Linked DNA regions of Mus musculus: region 1 is linked to region 2. Evidence: chromatin contacts called from public Hi-C data. All regions are on one chromosome and are shown on one strand. The core of a region is the stretch at or near the end of the contact, and the rest is flanking DNA. Distances in the headings are between cores, read along the strand shown.

The links. Hi-C and Micro-C count contacts between places; a contact is called where the count stands out from the background.
Region 1: a Hi-C map of the N1E-115 cell line shows a contact between it and region 2, with 6 times the contacts expected there. The contact joins two enhancer-like sites. A contact is called at or near these places in 1 of 39 promoter capture datasets (hippocampal neurons), 2 of 484 Hi-C or Micro-C datasets (the N1E-115 cell line and nephron progenitors) and 1 of 115 datasets of contacts at active chromatin or transcription factors (the NIH/3T3 cell line).

The regions. Positions count from the first base shown.
Region 1 is chr10:69,650,275-69,655,576 of GRCm38.p6, reverse strand. The region is part of intron 1 of Ank3 (ankyrin 3, epithelial); the gene reads right to left. Among named protein-coding and RNA genes, the nearest start is that of Gm33464, 90 kb to the right of the region's middle. Within about 2 kb of position 2,121, at least 49 of the 459 cell types and tissues checked have an H3K27ac peak or open chromatin away from gene starts, as enhancers often do. A contact at or near this core is called in the N1E-115 cell line, where this site is marked.
Region 2 is chr10:69,498,433-69,503,330 of GRCm38.p6, reverse strand. No RefSeq gene overlaps it. Among named protein-coding and RNA genes, the nearest start is that of Ank3, 33 kb to the left of the region's middle. Within about 2 kb of position 2,945, at least 49 of the 459 cell types and tissues checked have an H3K27ac peak or open chromatin away from gene starts, as enhancers often do. A contact at or near this core is called in the N1E-115 cell line, where this site is marked.

The sequences.
Region 1 (5,302 bases), core at 872-3,371, 150 kb before region 2:
TTACTCTCTTTTGACTCTTGGGATGAGGGGAGTGGATCTGCTTTGCAATAAACCCCAATACGAGGTGCCACCCCATCCAGGCTTCAAATGCCAGAACAGTGACTGCAGGCTGGACTCTGGAGAGCTGTGAAGCTGACGTCACCTCCTCCTACTGATTGAGTGTCTCAGGTACACCACAGCGATAACTGGAGAACACAATGGCACTTTCTCTGTTGGACCTAGGCTTTTTATCATAAATTAAGGAGAGTATTCACATCTGTTTGTTTTGTTCCAAGACTCTGTGTCAAAGAATCATAACAAAAATATGCACCCTTGCTACATGCAAAAAATCCAAATGCCTTTAAACCAACCACAAACTTGTGCGTCACACTTCCAACAGAAAAAGGAGAAGCAGCTTGGCCAAGAACTGCTTGGAAATACACAGAGGCACAAAGTCGGTATCCCAGTGCCTACCCTTAGATTGCGCTTCCTCTGGAGTGAACGGTTTTCCTCTGTGTTTGGAATTTTAATGCAATTTCTTTTTGTTGCTAATTTACCATTGGCCACTAGGGGGAGCGGTTGTTCCTTTGATTCTTCGAGCATGCTATGAAAAGTAGTCTTGGATTTTCTTTATGAGGCTTAGTGTAACATAATTTTGAAAAGTAAACAACTAAAGGTCGTGGGCATCCACGGAGCCCTTGAAAGTCCTAATTTCGTGTTGTTTCCGTCAATCAAATAGCTGCTCTGCAGAAATCCCACATTGCTCATTTTTATGGCCATAAATTAGATTTCTGAAGCTTTGGAGGTGTGTACAAACATGTACATAAGCATACACGGTTTTGTATTTTATCTGTTTTAAAAATGAGTGTCTGCCATCATCATAACCATGTAACTGTAAAAGGAAGACACCTGGCCATGTTCCAGAGCTGGCTTTATCCTGTGACAAGCTTTGATTCTGCGGCAGGTCGGAAGATCCAGCTTATTAATACTTTGAGTCATAAGAAAAAGATGCATCTGAAACGCTTACATTTAAGAAAAGTCAGAACACAGTGCTTGGGACCTATAAGGTTCTAGTAAGTACTTCAGTTGACAGCAGGGATCTCTCCAGGGGAGGGGCTGGAGAGATGGTTCAGTGGTTAAGAACATTGACTGTCCTTCCAGAGGTCCTGAGTTCAACTCCCAGCAACCACATGGTGGCTCATAACCATCTGTAGTGGGATTTGATGCCCTCTTCTGGTGTGGCTGAAGATAGCAACTGTGTGCTTACGTGCATAAAATAAATAAAGCTCACTCCATCATAGAACCATTCCTAAGTCCTCACTGACAAATTGAAACTAAAATTCCTATTTGTACATCACACCAGCAGGGATCCCCAAATCTCTGTAGTTCCCCCTCAGGCAGGAACTTCTGCGTAACCCCCAGATGCAAGGTCCCCTCAACAGGGGACCATAGTAATTCTGCCTTTTTAGCTCAACTGAGTCATGAGGGAAGTTTCTACAGGAACCCAAGAGAGGGTCAGTCTTGTCTCCTGGGTCTGCCACCAGCACATTAATCGGGAACAGAACACGGCCACTGAAGACAGACAGCAGCTCTCTGGTGTCTCACTGGCTGGAAGAGGACTCAGAGACACAGGATGGGCTGTATGTTCAGAGTACGAAATGCAATCATTGGTATTTATCAGCAGTGTTGGTCTCCAGGAGCCACTTACTCTCTCAAAAGGACAACCTCTGTTCAGGGGAGCAACAGCAAGGGACGGCCAGGCAGCCTGGGACCTGCTGAGCACCCACTCTGAGAACACAGTAAACCCAGGGGCTTGGTGTCTTTATTCCCTAATCCTTCCTATACTTGGTTATTCATGTGGAGTTTTAAAATGTAAAGAGTTTTTCTACTTTGCAGCCATAAAAAAAGGCCAGTTTTTTAAAGGCACCCCCAACACACACACACACACACACACACACACCTTCTTTCTTAAAGAACAGAATAGGAAACATCTCTTTTCAAGCAGAAAACTATCTCATCTATCAGAATGGAATATGTGCATCCAATGGGTTAAAAAAAAATCATCTCTCAGAGCAGGCTCCATCATGCCCCGTGGCCACATTCCTCACCAGGGCCAGAACAGCCTCACTGGGACTAGGTTAGCACCCATCTGGGAGCACCTGGTATTTTTCACAAAAGCCACGAGCCTGTCTGTCTATTCCTGGGATTACTGCGGAGTCCTAGGAGTCCCAGATTGAAGACGGATTCCGAGACTTTCTGGCAACAATTGTCAGTTGAAAAGGACACTCAGTGACAGCTTTATCAAAATGCAATTGTTGACACTCCCCCTCCCCACCCACTCACTCTCCCTCCCTCCCTCCCTCCCTCCCTTCCTCCCTCCCTCCCCTCTCTTTGCTTGCTCTGCATTGCAGACCTTGCAGCTGACTAAGTCTCTCAAGCAGCATTGGCAAGACAGGTTTTTGAAGGCAGACCCAACCCAAAAGGTTGTTTGGGGCGGGGTGGGGTGGGGAGGGGGTATTACCTAGAGGAAAGAGATCAGACCCTCCTGCTGTTGCTGTGGGCAACCTCAATAAGAACATCTTTTTAAAAGGTGGAATGGAAGCCAGCAAGTACCTGGCAGCCAAGTGCCACTTAGACGCCTTTACTTAGGCATTGGGCAACTGTACTTGATCCTTGGATAGCTCTGGGGTTTGCGTATGAGAAATGTTTCGGAAGCAGGAAGTTATCTGCCTAAAATACAAACCTTTGCCCATTAGTCAAGGTAATCGGAAACAACCCCACCAAATGGCAGGAAATACCACAGGCATGAGAGACTGGGCATTCTCCCAGGGCCCAAAGCTCTGCCAAACTCCACACAGGCAACCCTTCACAGCCATGTCTACTTGATGAGGAAAGGGAGCCTTGGATGTTCAAAGACGAAAGGACTTCCCCCAAATAGATACGGGAACAGTACAGGAAAAGCAGGCTTTTCGCTTTAAAGCCTTCTAAAAACACCAGCCGGTGACACGGGGGCATGAGGATGAAGGGAGAGCCTAGTCTGCAAAAAAGGCAAAAATAGAAGTTTTCTTCTATGACCACTTTGGATAGAAGCATACTCCCCAAGGAGACAGGCTTCTAACAGAGAGCAAAGGTCTTTTATCTGTCCCTGGTTAGCCAAAGAGAGAAAGCTCGAACTGTTCCGGCAAGAGCGCATACGCGCGCTTTCACAAACACACACACACACACATACACACACACACACACACACACACACACACACACCAACTTTTGACAGCCCCTGTGCAAAGGACTAAGCAGGGTTTCCAAGGTCATTGTAAGCTGAGGTATTCCCAAGGCGAAATGTACCCATGCATTCCCCCACGAATGCCAGAAAGGGACACTCACTGCTGATCTTGATATAAAAGTAGGCTCTTGCCAGCCTTGTTCCTATGAACAGAATGAAGGGGTTGGAAAGCATTTGGTAAAACAAGCTGAAGGGAAGGCTGAGGTAGAGTCTGTAGTTTTAGAGGAGAGCCCCTATCCTACAAGTGTGTGTGTGTGTGTGTTTGCATGTGTGTATGTGCATGTGTATATGTGTGTGCGTGCATGTATGTGTGAGTGCATGTGTGTGCATGCATGTATATGTGTGTGTATGTATGTGCGTTTATGTACTTGAGTGTATGCATGTATATATCTATGCATGCATGTGTACATGTGTGCATGTATGTACATGTGTGCATGTATATATATATATATATATATATATATATATATATATATATATATATATGTGAATGTGTGCATGTATGTGTGCTATGTGTACATGCCATGTGTATGTATATGAGCATATATGTGCATGAGTGTGTGTACATGTATGTACATGCATGTGTGCATATATATGCATGTGTGTTTGTGCATGTGATGATGCATATATATGTGATATGGGATGCATATGTATGTGGAGGCCAGAGGTCAACCTTAGTTACTGCCCACCTTTTTCTTTTTCTCTTTTTAAAGATTTATATATTTTATGTATATGAGTACACTGTAGCTGAACAGATGGCTGTGAGCCTTCATGTGGTTGTTGGGAATTGAATTTTTAAGATCTCTGCTCACTCTGGTCGCTCAGGCCCAGAGATTTATTTATTATTATACATAAGTACATTGTAATTGTTTTCAGACACACCAGAAGAGGGAGTCAGATCTCATTACAGGTGGTTGTGAGCCATCACGTGGTTGCTGGGATTTGAACTCAGAACCTTCGGAAGAGTAGTGCTCTTACCGGCTGAGCCATTTTGCCTGTGCCGCATTCACTGCCCTCCCTTTCTTTTCTAAAAGAAGCTCTCTCAGCAGCCTCAAACTTATCAAGTAGGCCAGGATGATTGGCCTGTCCCCGCCTCCCAAACTCAGGAATGACAAGCCTCCATCTCTGTAGCTGCAATGTATAGAGCCATCCCAGACTACTTAAGAATCCCAGCTCAAAAAAGAAAAAAAAAACAAAACCAAAAACCAAAAACCCAGCTCAAACGCTGTGTGGTTTCATTCCTCAGAAGAGGAAAGAAGGCAGTACGGATCCCGACACTAACACTATACTCAGCAGACTCAGCAGCAGGTAGCCCAGCTCCCAGGACATCCTGCACCAAGCTCATTCATCTACATCACAGTATAGGGCACACTCTATGTACACAGCTGGGAGAGAGCTCATGCTATGTCCTGAAAGGCCCCCATCTTGAAGACAGAAGAGATGGCTCAGCAATTCCTGTGGCTCACACCACAGAAGGTGCAACCATGATTTCTCCCAGTGGTGCTTGGACCTCCAACATGCACCCTTGGCATAGGAGAGCCCCTCCCCCAAGGATAAGTAACTATATAGATACATTTTAAGACAAGACTCCAGCTGTTTATAGCCTGTGGATGCAAAGTGGAAACAATCCTGTCACTGTAGGGAGCTGAGGACTGTAGGGGGCCATGGCATCAAAAGGCGACAGGAAACCACCACGGCACAGGTGGAGAAATGAGACACCAACGAACACTGAGAGTTGATTTTCTCATTATACCATTCAGGAGGCTTATGACTCTCACAGCCTCCCTTTCCCTTCAGCTAGAAGAAACAGAGTATGTAAGATTTACTCTAGCACCAAAAAGCCAAGCTGGGGCGGGGGGGGGGGGGGGGGGAGTGGGACACGGTTCCCTTACTAACATTTTTTTTTGGTTTCCCACTTTATAAAATGCTTAACCTATTTGCACAGCTGTGCCTCTTCCTTCCCTGACAGCCTGGCAGGGACGGGATGGCTCAGTGATAGTGACCTGTGTATTTTCTCTGATCCCTTGGGAGGTGGCTTCT
Region 2 (4,898 bases), core at 1,696-4,195:
ATAACAAAACAGAGAAAGAGAGAGAAGCAACAGCACCATCCTCTGACCTTGACATGCAAACAAACTGGCCTGCACATGTGTACATACATGTATGCACACATGTATGCACACACACAGACACAACTCTCACGATCCTCAGTAAGTACCATTGATTCATTCTGATGCTCAGAGTGAAACACAGTGCACAGCCTATGCTATTATTTATGTTTTAAGAGTGTTCATGGCATGCACGAGCTTGCTCATGTTTAAAATCACCCTTGAACATGATCAATGGTAATTCTAAAGCCTTATTGTAAAGTTTTACATCGGAATAGCAATAGCAACAGTATCACATGTTGTGTGACACAATGCCACATATGTACTAACACATATGTCGCAGCCACTCATGAAATCAGCCCACAATAGACCCAAGGATTCTGAATGTCCCTGGCAGTATTTACTAATGAGAAGGGGCCTCTCCCTTGAGCCTCTCCCTGGCTGTTTAGATGCAATTTCTCTACTTAAACTACAGCCTTGTATCTCTGTGTCCCTGGACAGTGCAATGGAAACCTGGCAAAGGGCCCAGAAAATTTACCACTCTACTCTTCTGACAATTAGTCCACGAGAATATATACACACTCAAAACCCTTTTGTCTCTGTTAATATGCGTGCTTAAGAGAACTTGAGCTGTTACCTATCAACCGGAGTGTCATGGAAGGACTCTAACCTGGGACTATCTTAAACCACATGGTAATGTGGACATTTTAGTTTTCGTCTCTGTGTCAATGGAATAATCAAAAGTTCTCAGGCTGAGATACAGGGATTCCTCAAGGGTCGGTGGATGTAATTCTGATTTCAGCAGAGTTCCACAGAATGTAAACCTTGCCTTTCTTCATAAACATAGGTGCCATAGAAGGCATTAGTAATATTAACAGAATCCATGATATGGTCACAGTGAGAAATAATAGATATTGGGTCAGACTTGAAGAGGTGATGAAGCAAAAAACATTTTCTCATCAGAGTCCAAAGTAGGATGAGAAGAAGCAACTGTTAGAGTTCACATAAAAAAAATTATATTCCTAGGTTTTAAAAACAATCCTGCTTTGATATTCTGCTTCATTTCTTCAATTTTTGTAGTGATTTTCAGGAAAAAGACATGAAGGATTACTTCCAGGGCTGCAGAGTAGGGGCGAAATGGGCAAGTTGACTATCTGAAGAAGTTCTGCCAAGCATGTTGCTGAAACCTGTCTCTAACAGTGATAGTACTCCTGGAACCCAGACATAGGTAAGTCACGCAAACAAAACAAAACAAAACAAAACAAAAAACAAAACTGGGTTCAGTGTGTCGGGTGAGTTTTTCCTGATGAAATTGTGTTGGCTCTCTAGTCATCAATAGCCATTGGCTTCAGTCTATGAGCTGTGGGCATCGAGTTCACTGTAATAATTTATATATGCTTAGCCCAGTGAGTGCCACTATCTGGAGGTGTGGCCTTGTTGGAGTGCCACTGTGGATGTGAGCCTTAACACCCTTGTCCTAGCTTCCTGGAAGTTAGTCTTCCACTAGAAGCCTTCAGATGAAAATATAGAACTCTCAGTTCTGCCTGCACCATGCCTGCCTGGACGATGCCATGTGTCCCCTCACGATGATAATAACTGAACCTCTGAACCAGTAAGCCACCCCCAATGAATTGTTGTCCTTATAAGAGTTGCCTTGGTCATGGTGTCTGTTCATAGCAGTAAAACCCTAACTAAGACACTCACTGAGATGAGTTCCCATAGTCTATGCTTCCTCATTTGGGACAGTGGAATGAGTCCCATATTGTTTGACTGTCTTGTCTCCTCCTCTCCATCACTAAGAAGGTCAACAGCTGGGCACGGCCTGAGCCTCACTCAATAAGAATCAAGAAAGAAAGGTGGAGGGATGACCCAGTGGGAGTAGTACTTGCTATGTGAGCATGAGTTTGACCACAGCGCCCACTTCAAAAGATGGCTAAATCCTGGGCGGTGGAGCAGAGACAGACGGATCAGTAGGGCTTGCTGGCTGCTAGGCTCACTCCAGTTTCAGTGAGCCATCTGCCTCCAAGGACTAAGGTAGTGAGTGACAGAGGTACATCTGACATCCTCCTTGGGTCTCTGGAGCGGCATCCTCCAGATTATGTACCTGCACACATATGCATGCATAGTCTCTATACTCAGCACACATAGACACATAGACACATACACCCAGGTACCACATACACATATAATACATATACCACACAGACACATATACCATGCACACAAACATCACATACAACACACACAAATCAATTTCTTACTAACAATAAATAAATTGAAAAAAGGTGTGGGTGTCATGAAATAGAGCCTTGGCTATAGGACTTTAAGAAACATTGGCTGAGGCCTGCTTGGTTACCATTTGGAAGAGAAAAGGCTCTACAAGCCAATGTGGAGGCACACACACACAACTCCACAGAATTTAATCAGAAGGCTCTAACTATAAAGTCTCCAATCATTTCCTCAGAGAAGACAGGCAAATGCAGGGGACAGGAAGGCACTGTATGGTCAGGGTCCCTGATTTATGGCAGCAAATGCAGAGGGAATGGCGGGAAGGATTTGAATTCTAGGTGTTCTTCTGTAATGAGCCAGTAGGAAGAGCAACATCTCGTCAGCACCAGCTCACCTGCTCCCGGGTCTCATTCATCAAACACCGCTATGGATGTTCGGGCTCACATTTCATGTAGCAAAGATCAAAACCTGAACCCCTTTAACAAGTAAAGCGTCTAGGCAAGAGGCATTTCAACAAATTGAAAAAGAGAGAGAACTCAAAGGCAGAAAACAAACACAACAAAGTGGGGGAGGGGGAGCTGGGAAAAATAGTAATAAAAATAATAATCAGAAGGAAAACATTGCCTGAGTGGTGGTTGCTGGCTCCTGCAAAGCCTGTGAACTCCTCTCCCCGTTGCCTAGCAACCAACCTAAGCGCAGCTCTAACAGTAAGAAATGTCTCCGTCCTGGCAGCGGAAATAGAATCTAAGTACATGGGATGCTTTTTTCAAGGTTACCTAAATTTACAGAAAAGGATGTGGAGGGGAGGGGGATAGAAGAGAAAGCCCTCGATATTTCTAGAAGCAGAGATCTGGGAGGAAGTGCTACAGTGCTTTAAAAACCCATCTAAAGTATCTCCAGTTAGTTCCCTAGGGCTGGCATTGCCCCAAACAAGAAAGGCTCTAGAGCTCACTGTAGGTGCATCTCATCACTGAACCCAGAGGACCAAGCTCTTCCAAGATAAAGAACCAAGATCAGTACTCAGAATGCAAAGCAGGAAGTGACCTTTGCTCCAGAAAAGCCAGACTTCTATTGGAGCCATGCCTTGAATTCCCTGTAATTAATTTCTGTAGACTTATCTCCCACCATTCCTAGAGCAGATCACAGCAGTAAACCAAGTCCCTGAAAGCAATGGTGAATTCCCACAAAGACTCTTCTCGGAAGCCCAGCTAACTTCGCTAGCCTCGAGTTCCACCAAGGATGTACCATATGTATGACCAGACGAAGGAGCCCCCCAGACTCGGTTGCTCAAGCTCGCAGAAGCAAGTAGCTTGGCTCATCCACTCTCATTATCAGTCAGAGGTTAAGGTCTATGCTGTCTATCTTTCTTCATCTTGATTCCACAGAGGACGCATCAGCAAAACGGGCCTGGAGCCTATGCTCCGAGACTACTTTAATTAACATGTACAGAGAGGTATTACTACTAGCCACTGTCTCTCAGTCACTGGAGACAGGCCAAGAGGAGAGTAATGAAGACCTTCTTTCCTCACAAGGAAACCGTGTCAGTAGGGTACAGTGCCTGGGTTGGTAGAGTACTGTGTGTTTCACAGTGATGGAGATGTGTGTGTGTGTGTGTGTGTGTATGTGTGTGTGTGTGTGTGTGTGTGTGTGTGTTTACAGTGCAGTTACAGGTGGCGAGTGTGCTGGGTTAAAGCTGGTCACTGACCGCTGAGAGGGGTCATTTCTGTGCTTTTACACAAGTCATCAGGCGTGAGTATCAGAGTCTTTGTCTACAAAACTGTATCAACAGGGTTGCTCTGCCCATTTCATACAGAAGTCCTAAACATCCACGAATGTCCATTACCAGAACGCATACATGTCCTCTACCGACTCTCTACAGACTAGCAAATGCTGCCTGTGACTGGGGCCATGACGTAGAAACCTGTTGATCTTCCCAGGGTTTCAGATGATTAGCTGACAGTGTCGACCTGCAGATCATGTCTGCCTGTGAAGACATGCTTGGGAAGCTGAAAGGCAGCTCTGACGTGATATTATGAACACCGACCTTCCACCTGAATCCCCTAGGAAACCCACTTCTGGGCATTTCTGGCATGAAGATCTAAGGCTGGGTGAACAAGGGATGACGCACCCTGAATAGGTAGGTGGTTCCAAACCAGAGCTGTGTACCAGCGTTTGGTTCTTTCTGCTTCCTGACTGGGAGTATGAGGTATCCAGCTACTGATCCCATGCTGTCTCCACTGGGAAGGACTGTGGCCTCAAACTGTTGGCCAAAAGGAACCCTTTCAGGCACTTCCTGTGAGGCATTTGGCCAGGCCAACCAGAAAAATAATCCAGACTCTAAACCTGCTGAAGGCTGAGGCTGCCCCTGACTGGATAGAAATATTAACCATTTGAAAAGAAACATGAAAGTCAAAGCTTTCCTCAGTTCCCAGTGTTCTTGCAGTGTTTATTTTTATTCTTTATTTATTTATTGCTGAATTTCAGAACCAAAAATAGAGAACAAAAAAGCAACAACAAAACAAACAGACAAACAAACAAAACAGGAAAAAAAACCCCACAATTATAAATTAGGTTGGGGGATATTTTTCTTTTGGTACCCTACAACAATCCAACCCTAAAAATAACTTAATTTT